Regions from separate parts of the Anas platyrhynchos genome. Here region 2 is linked to region 1. The links are chromatin contacts, called in public Hi-C maps. All regions are on one chromosome and are shown on one strand. Each heading gives the region's core, a stretch centred on a gene start, on an enhancer-like site or on the middle of the called end of the contact. The rest is flanking DNA. Distances are from core to core; before and after follow the strand shown.

Region 1 (5,207 bases), core at 1,099-3,598:
CTCCCCTGCTCCTTCCCCGCCCAGACGTAACCCTTTGTGCTCGGGGCTGTTTCTCCCTAGCTGTCAGGCTGCTACAATGGGCTCTTTTGTTGTCGCTACCTAAGATCAGATTCATATGAAATCCTCTAATTCAAATTGGGGTAAAGGGCTGTCCTCGGCAAATTGCAAGTCTGGGATCCCTGGATGCTGGTAGGGGCCTCAGACCAAAGCACTCGCAGGAGAATAGCTGCTTTCCTTTTAAAGCAAAGTTAAATTATTTTGCAATTGATTTTGGAACCTTTGTAATGTCCTGCTAGCCAGCAATAATTACTGCTGTAGTCAAATGCCTAATAATTATAGTTATGGTTAGACTTTGTCACTTTTTTTGTTTGTTTTTATAGAAAAAATGCATGTGAAAGGGGCATACATGGAAGAGGCAATATAGCTTCTTTGCTTTGTACTGCGGAAAGCTTCAGTTAACATAAACTGAAGCTACCTCAGTGATCTTTCTCCTGCCCTGGCGGCTGAACAGCCCTAGTGGTTGTGCACAGGTGTGCAGGTTTTGGGGGATGTTCACAGAGCCCAGCCTTAGCACAACTGACTTCTTGAGGGCACTCCAGGGCACCAAAAGTTAGACACCTGCTCCATATTGTCCTGAAGGATCCCCCCTTATTTATAGAAGTTGGGACAGATTTGTTTAATTCATGACCCTTTATAGGAACACGTGCTTCTAACATACTTAGCATTTTCAGAATATTACACAGGAAAGACAAGTTAAATGAAAGTCTAAAAGCAATTTTTAGAGAAAAAATTAATCTGTGGAAAGCTGTATTAAGGCAGTGTTGATCATAAGTTTTCTCTAATGCCTCATCATTTAATTTGTGACAATATTTCATTGTTCAAATGGATCTCCATTCCCTTAGAATACCAGTAGATTAGGTACCAGAAAGCTAGTGTAAATTTGAAGGTGCTGGTTGTTTTGTTCAGTGAGGAGACAGCTTTAAAGTGCTTATTCACAGAATCACAGAATCACAGAATCTCTAGGTTGGAAGAGACCTCAAGATCATCGAGTCCAACCTCTGACCTAACACTAACAGTCCCCACTAAACCATATCCCTAAGTTCTACATCTAAACGTCTTTTGAAGACTTCCAGGGATGGTGACTTAACCACCTCCCTGGGCAGCCTGTTCCAATGTCTAACAACCCTTTCAGTAAAGAAATTCTTCCTAACATCTAACCTAAAACTCCCCTGGCGCAACTTTAGCCCATTCCCCCTCGTCCTGTCACCAGGCACATGGGAGAACAGGCCAACCCCCACCTCGCTAGAGCCTCCTTTAATATACTTATACAGAGTGATAAGGTCACCCCTGAGCCTCCTTTTCTCTAGGCTGAACAAGCCCAGCTCCTTCAGCCGCTCCTCATAGGACTTGCTCTCCAGGCCCCTCACCAGCTTCGTCGCCCTTCTCTGGACCCGCTCAAGCACCTCGATGTCCTTCTTGTAGCGAGGGGCCCAGAACTGAACACAGTACTCGAGGTGCGGCCTCACCAGAGCCGAGTACAGGGGGACGATCACCTCCCTAGCCCTGCTGGTCACAGTGTTTCTGATACAAGCCAGGATGCCGTTGGCCTTCTTGGCCACCTGAGCACACTGCTGGCTCATATTCAGCCGACTGTCCACCATCACTCCCAGGTCCTTCTCTGCCTGGCAGCTCTCCAGCCATTCCTCTCCCAGCCTGTAGCTCTTCTTGGGGTTATTGCGCCCCAGGTGCAGGACCCGGCACTTGGCCTTGTTAAACTTCATACAGTTGACCTCAGCCCATCGGTGCAGCCTATCCAGATCCTCCTGCAGCGCCTTCCTACCCTCGAGCAGATCGACACACGCACCTAGCTTGGTGTCATCTGCAAACTTACTGAGGGTGCACTCAATGCCCTCATCCAGATCATTGATGAAGATGTTAAAGAGGACCGGCCCCAGCACCGAGCCCTGGGGGACGCCACTAGTGAATTAAGTTGCTTTGGCCTAGCAGTGGCAGGATATAGCCTCGTAAGCAGCATCTCATGAATGTTATTTATCAGCATGATCAATATTTTTCTTTGTGCTAAACTTAAGTCTTATATGTTGCTCTTTTGTTAAAAAAAAAAATCCTAGGAAGTTTACTTCAGTAAATTACGTAAGTTTTAAATAATAATGTTTAATTTCTGCCTTATTTCTTCCTTCCCTTATATGGCTTCTTTGCTTGGTGGTGTTACCCAGCATGGTGGGGAAGGTCGCTGCAGAAAAAAACAGCTGCTAGTGCTAAATACTGGCTGGGATTTTATGAAGTGACTCAACTTGCCGGTGTTGCAATGCTTCTTTCTCCCATCTTGTGACAGCGGAGCAGCTTCTGTTCAGCAGTCTGACTGCAGAGCTTTGCTATCAAGCCTTATCAGGATGTAAGCTGATTGCCTGCAAAGGGCAGGGAAACAGTGTTTAAAGTATTTTTAGCTGTGCTGGGTCATGGTGCATTATCAGTTGTAGTTTCTTACTTTTTGGTAAGGAATCGGTTACTGAGCAGTGCTGGGACAGAACAGTGGGGCAGTGGATGAAGTCTCACCTGGTACTGCACGTCCCGTGCTCCTGTTTTTACACGGAAAGGTGGAGTTTTCAGTATTGTACTTTCATGATCCATAGTTTCTGAATCTTGATATAAATAGCTCCTACAGTGGCCCTCAGAAGACTGTTGTCTCAGCCATTTACTTTGCACTTAGTATCAGATTAGTTATTTCACATTAAACTTGGGTCACAGGAACTGCCATGTGAAAGCAAACCTTTATTAAAAATGGAGGATTTAGAGCTAAGACTCAAACTATAGCTGTGAGGTAGAAGATCTTGTCCTCAGTTTGGGCCTTATAAGAGTTGCAGGCATGGCTTGTTGATTGAAATGATCTTAAATTGCAAATATTTCCTTTCTGTGGCAGGTGACTGGCAGAATACTATTTTGACTGCTAACCCATTGCCTCTAATGTTCTTCAGCTGGTGATGAACCACCAATCAGTCTGATTTCTTGTATCAGAAAGAGGATGCTTGGCTTCTCCTGGAATTTGCATTTACGTAGCAGGCATCAGATGTATGTAATTTTTATTTGCATGCAATTAACAAATACCTTGCATGAATCCTACAGTATTGAGGCACGTGGATTGAAAGTTATGTTGCATAAAAGGTTGTAGTTGTTATTTTGGGAGCCCTTCTGTGGGTAAATATTTTGGTATTTTTTGACATTACTCAATTGTTGTAAAATTGCCCGATTGAAATGGCAGAAAAAAAAAAGAGAGGAGGAGATAACTAACAATATACTACAGAGCACGAACAGGCACATAAAGGGGCAGCCTTCCAAGAAACTGTGGAAGCTTTGGAATTCTGTTCCTGTTGTATTTGTGGACAGTACTAAAATTCAGGCTGTGCTTTGAAGAATTTTCTTCTTACAGCTTTAAAGCGATTTACTTACACCTAGAGAAATTTAAAACTCTGCTTGTTGAATTCAGACGAGGCAAATGTGATTTGATGCTGTCATGGTTGTACTTTGTAAAATTGCATGTCAAGAGGTAGATAGCAAATAGATAGGATTTTACCAGACTTCTTGTTTCAGATTACGATTACAAAAGGCTCCAATGGGAATGATGAGGGCCCATTTACAAAAATCAACTGCTGAGAAAACTGTGGTTTTAACATTCATATTTATTAGCTCACTTTAAAACTAAAAAATATCATGTGTTTTATTTTAACTGCAGGTTGCCTTTACTTGGTAGATACAGTAGTGGGAGATCCAGAGGCTCTGCAAGCAGATGCTGAGGCATATTATGAAAAACTCTTGAAGCAGTCATCATCCACTCGTGATGTTTTTTCTATCCCTGGAAGAGAAAAGGTAATAGCCTGATATTTTTTATTCTACAAGTAGGGTACTTGCAAACTAGCTTGTTGGTTGTGTTCATGATGTGTCTGTGAATAGGGGTAAACTGGTATGGCCAGATTACAAATCTCTTAAAATCAGCAAATTCTGCATTATTTCAAACAATTTGTGTGCTGCGAATTAGAAATAAGCTTAAACTCCAAGTCCTAAAACCCTCCAAGTGTGGGTGAGGGTTTGAAGTACTTAGCTGAACTTTACACCTTGACCTGCCTTCTCACAGGGCTGAATCAAAAGTGAATTTGGTAGAGGTTTGTATCAGGGCTCTGCTCTGTATTCTGCCTCTAATATGCAGTTTACACAGGTATTGTTGTATAGTCTATTTTCTATTTTCATCCTTTCTAATAATTGTATTAATAGTATTGACTGTGGATTCTCCCAGTTCAGATCAGCTGTAACTGACAGATGGTATAAATGCTGCAGGTGCTAGTGCTTTAAAGATTCCATTCCCGAGGCACCTGAAGAAGGGACTGGGGATGAGGGAATTGGCCTGTTAAAAATTCTGACTTCAGTTAATGTGAGAAACCTTCCATGCTGGGCATTTTCTAGATGATAAAAGGTGTACTGGACTACCTGGTTTTGTACCATCAAAACAGTAAGTGTGTTAGTTGAAATAAGTGGTTGGGATATGGTGGCTTTTCCACAGTTTAGGAAAATAGTATGTAGTAGATTCCAGAAAAATGCTATTTCAGGTGGGCAGCTACATCTTTGAGCAGGGAATGTAACTAGCTTTAAATATTCTTTTAATGCCCTCTAGTGGACCATGTAGGGTTAAATACAAACAAACCCCAAAATTCAAAGAGAACCCAGCTGAGGGCTTCTCTGTCCTTAGCTCAGCCTTTCATGCCTGGTTATACTTTTAGGAGCTTATTTGCTCTTCCATTAGAAAGGAGGGTAAGATAACATCCCAGGCAGTGCTGTATATATTCCTGCACTAATTAGACACAGTGAGATCAGTTAAAGGAGGACTTCTGGCTTTTGATTCAGAACTGTCTTGATTCTGTGGCTTGTCATCAGACCTTAAATATGTCACATGACTGATTTGAGTCTCATAGCAACACATTTCTCTTTGCATTCATTTAATTCAGGTCTAATCTAATCTGCAGTCAGACAGCTAGTCAAGGGCATAAGTAATGGTAATGTTCATGCTGTATTGTTTTTCCCTTATATTCTATAATAAATATTTCAATGAATGTTGATATTTTGTAATTAAAAATGAATTAAATGTAATACAGTTAAGCCCCCATTCCCAGAGAACATCAGAGCTAACAATCTCTGCTGTG
Region 2 (4,572 bases), core at 1,479-3,978, 290 kb before region 1:
AACACACAGACAGTAAACATCACAATAAAGAGGTTGTCGTACCAATGTGGTCAGGGAATTTCTTTTCATATAAAGTCTCTCCAAGTACTGCAGCCCCTCATCCTTCAGTAACTCCAAAGGAAAGTGATGGAGATTTCTGTAATTTAAGAACAAGTTCTTGTGCCTTTCCAGCTTTGCCTCAGAGATTGTTTTACATAGTTCTGATGCCATGACTAATCTTGTTCCAAGCACTACATCTAGTGCACTGCATCTTCTGAAAACAGGCCCATTTCTAGGAGACAAGAGGAGCAAAAAAAGACAGTATCAAGGTTTATGTCACGCGTTCTTTTGTGGAAATAGTTATTACAGCTGATAGTCTTTCAAAACACACTTGTTCCTATTAATACATAAAGTACCCAGAACCTCCACACCACCAGTTATGCCAGAAGCAAGTTTTTGACTATTTTCTGCATAAAGTCTCAGTATTCAGACCAGCACTAACAAGATCTTAAGACATACATAATCACACAATGCTTCTTTTTTCCCTGGTCATTTTCCATTGACGTTTTAGACAGTTTTGTCAAAGCTGACATCACCAAAAACGAAGGAAAAAACCTCTCTCCTAAGCACTACTGACGTTCTACATCTATTCTGTAGAGTTACGAAGAATCCATGTATCTTAAGCAAAATAAACACTTTATCAGAGGACACATGTTTGGATCACTTAAAACAACTTCATGTAGATTTTAAGAAGGACTGACAAAAGGCTACAATAGTTTGCTAAGCTTCTGCATATAAAACTATCAGGAATATTTATGAGTTGCATTTGACGTTGAAGATGGACAGCAAGCATGACCATTTTGAAACAGCATAGCGGAAATTCTACAGCAAGAAAATTTAGTAAGAGCTAGATGTGACTGCAGACTTTCAGCTGTCTTAACTAAAATTAAGAACAGAAAGAACAAGGCATCAAGCTTTAACTGACGTCAAAGCCAAAAACCAAAGTACGAATAAAAGCTAAAAATTAACCTGTATCTGACACCAGACTTTATTTAGCTTCTTCTGCAGATATAGCCAAAATTCTAGTCATTCTTACATTGTGTAGATTTGGGTAAGAGCAACATTCAGTCTTTTCAACTGTCTCAGGACTCAAGAAAACATCATATATCCAGACCATTTATAAATCTAAAGTTGGAGGTTTGCTACAGAGTTGTGTGTATAAATTCATTTACATTAAAAAAAAAAAAAAAAAAAAAGAATTGCAACTGTTTTCCACCAGTAAAGTTTTTCGTTTTAGCTTATTCTTTCACTAAGAGATAGCTCATAACACCTACTGGAAGCTTAAGTATAGGCTTTCTTGTTGATAACCCTATCTGATTATAAGGTAGCCACTGGAAATAAAACTCAGCTGGAGACTGAGAACCGGACCATCCATGTAGACCAAACTACTTGATCAGTTCTAGTATTTCTCTTGATTCGCAGCTAAGTGGCTTTTATCAATGACCTATGCCCTTCTGGAAGAATACAGCAATTTTTTTTTCATTGTGTGACATGCATACTACTAACAACTCGGATGTAATATCCTGCACTCCTCTTCTAGTCCTAAACTATCCCCAATTCAGGAAACACTAAGACCAGTTCTGTAAGCAAAGGTCTAACATTTTCAGAATTCTTTTTAAGATTCCAAAGTATTGGGCTAACTTAGGTTAGGCTAAACAGTTTTCATGAGAAGAAAAATCGCTGTAACAAACAGTTGCCTCTATCGGCTGTCACTTTCAGGAGACAGCATGCAGGTACTGCTGGCCTGTGGCACTAACTATACTGAAGCTCTCTTAGTTCAGCGGGTAGAGGAAACAAACTCCACATCTGTGATCAGCTTTAAAATAACTCAAGGAGGCACATCAGAATTTTTAAGTCTGTGAGCATTTAAGCACTACCTGCTGCTACAGAAGAAACAGTGAAGGAAAGCTCATCCTCCCTGATAAGTATGAAGCAATCTCAGGCACGATGACTGCTTCTGTGGAGATCATGCCTCGCTCCCTGCTTTTTCCATTTAAAAGCATGGCTTTTAGTTTTTATTTCTGCCTTTAAAAGAACAAAATATTAGGTCAGAAAACACACAGACACCCCAAAGCTTTCCGCCTTCTCCATGGATCACATCTCCATGCTCTGAACTTGCCGAGGCTCCACGAACCCCTTGGACCGCGTTTAGCCGTGGACACACAGCTACAGCCCGTGCAAGCCCAGAGCTGCCACCACCACACAGCTCTATTTTGGCTGTTACCCCGAAGGAAAACCCTCCTGGCCGCTTCCACCGGCAGCCAACCCTTTTTATTTATTTTTTTGCCTCTAAATCCCCTTCCCGCACAGGCAGCGGAGCAGAGCCCGGCGGAACAGGCGCCCCCAGCCTCCACAGGGCAGGAGCAGCCGGGCTGAGGCGACTGAGGCCGGGCACAGCGAGGGGTCGGGCCCCCGGCCTCGGCCCGGGGAAGGCTTCGCACCCACACCGCGGAGACAGCGCCGAGCCCGCGCTCTCCGGGGGGCCGGCAGCGGCCGGGGCGGGCAGCGGGGGATCCCCCCGTCCCCACCGCGTCCCGCCCTGCCCCGCTCCCGGCGGCCGGCGGCCACTCACCGGCGGGCGGCGGGCAGCACCTCGGCCCCCTCCGCTCGGGGCCGCCGCCGGCTCCGAGCACCTGAGGGCGGAGCAGGGCGGGCCGCGGCCGCGCGAGAGCGCCGCGCAACTCTCGCGAGACTTCCCCCAGCCGCCCGCTCCCGCCCGCTCTCCCCTCTCAGCCAATCGCAAGGCGTGCCGCTGCGCGGTATCCAATGGGAAGTTCGGTTCTGTCAGGGCTTGGAGGTCCGGCAGCGGCCAATGAGGAGCCGGATCGCCTCAGCGCTTGTCCCGCTTCCTGCTGTGGCGGGGCTGTGAGGGGCAGAGGGAGCCCAGTGGGGGAGCTTGGCTGTGCTGCTGGCTGCCTGGCCGAGCTGTTTAACACACCAGTTATCCCTTCCTAACAGATTTCAAAGGAAAATATCACTTGCAAGAAAAAGTTGTGGCAAAATTCCCTTTCCCCCTCTAAATTTTGTTACAGCTAATGCTACTTTTTCTCTGCTGACAGCAGACGAGACCCTTAGACAACATACCTACGCCCCCCACCTCACATTGTCCCCATTTTTACCTCTGATAGTTGGTCCCGAGGAAACTGAAGCGGGTCTATGCACTGCTCACCTGGTTTTGGTTTTAAATGTACATGTAGAGTCACTCCCAATACTTAAGACCTATCCTTAGGAAGGTCTTTTTGTTATGTCAGTGTTCTAATGCCAGCAAATTCCCTAATGTTCAAAATATTAAACGTTACTGGGTATTAAAAATTCTTAAATTATTGTTTGCTGATTAGGTCCATAAACCGTCGAAAAAAAATAATAATCCCAGTTTCTTTCTATTTCCCACAGACTGGTTAACATAAATTTATTATTATTTTTTCTGCTCACAGCAACAAAGGAGCTACAGAGATGAGAGCAATGCTAAAATGTCTTCGGTTCTGCTCTGTCATGAAAACAAATTCAGCTCTCAGAGTATTTCTGTGGTCATTATAAAACAATTTCCGCGGGGATTCAACATAAACTGCAGAATCAGTTTGCAATCACTGAAACTATTAAAGATTTTGATGATATATATAAAGTACTGGATTTGTCAATATTCCAGGGGAGAATTTTAAAACTGACAATTTTAAATCATAGTTTGTAATGTCTCTCTCTCTCTTTTTTTTTTTTTGTGTGTGTGTGTGTGTGTGTGTGTGTGTATGTGTGTGTGTGTGAGAGACGGTTCCTTCTAGCAGTATTTTAAAATGTCTTCTCACATTTGACAAAAAAGAGTAACATACACGAATCCCTCCAGACTGCTTCTCAGTTAGCAGAAGAGTAGTCTTTGTAGAAAAAGATGAACTGTTCTTTGCCAAGACAAACAAACGAACATCCTCACCCACCTCAACTATATTACATTTTCTTCCTATCTGCTAGGAGATCTCACTCTCTCTCCCGCCTTTCCTCCTGCAGCAGTGACTCAGGATTCTCCATTGTCTTGCAGAGCCTGCAATTGTCACGCTCACTCATTCTCAGTCTGATTTTTTTTTCCTCAACTGATGTGATCACACCTCCCAAGCTTGTGTCATCAAATTCTGTGCTGTGCTTCTAAAAAGCGCTGCTCTCTCCGATCTGAAATCTGATCTTTGAAGCTCTGATCCTGCACAGCACAGGTGTAAAGTCTTGCCTGTGTAGTCACAAGGCTAAAAATGATGAGCAGAACAGGAGCATTGGAATCTGTTCTTCCATTAAGGAGAATGCTTGCCGCATGGTTGCCAAGTCATTCCCATCCCATGAGTGAGACTAGTAGGAAACCCTTCACTAAGTAGATGGGTTCTTTTTCTTTACCATAGTTTAATTCTTAATTTTGTGCTTCTAAGAGCAGGTAAACCAAGGGCTCAAAATTTACATCGTTCCCAGAAGGATGACTGATCTCATCTGTGCCTACATAGAGAAGCTATTAAAGCTTGTCTTGAAGTGCAGCAGCTTTATAGAAGTAGATCTATTTAA

What was found. Hi-C and Micro-C count contacts between places; a contact is called where the count stands out from the background.
Region 2: a Hi-C map of subcutaneous adipose tissue shows a contact between it and region 1, with 2.4 times the contacts expected there. The contact joins the promoter of LRRC28 here to the enhancer-like site in region 1. A contact is called at or near these places in 2 of 8 Hi-C or Micro-C datasets (liver and subcutaneous adipose tissue).

What each region holds. Positions count from the first base shown.
Region 1 is chr11:21,034,537-21,039,743 of IASCAAS_PekinDuck_T2T, reverse strand. It overlaps LOC101796143 (protein FAM169B), which reads left to right. Exons shown (of 9, transcript XM_027466224.3): 2 at 3,749-3,882. Among named protein-coding and RNA genes, the nearest start is that of PGPEP1L, 11 kb to the left of the region's middle. Within about 2 kb of position 2,348, at least 5 of the 8 cell types and tissues checked have an H3K27ac peak or open chromatin away from gene starts, as enhancers often do.
Region 2 is chr11:21,320,686-21,325,257 of IASCAAS_PekinDuck_T2T, reverse strand. It overlaps LRRC28 (leucine rich repeat containing 28), which reads right to left and starts at 2,728. Exons shown (of 11, transcript XM_027465896.3): 1 at 2,612-2,728; 2 at 1,917-2,060; 3 at 43-271. The coding sequence starts at 210.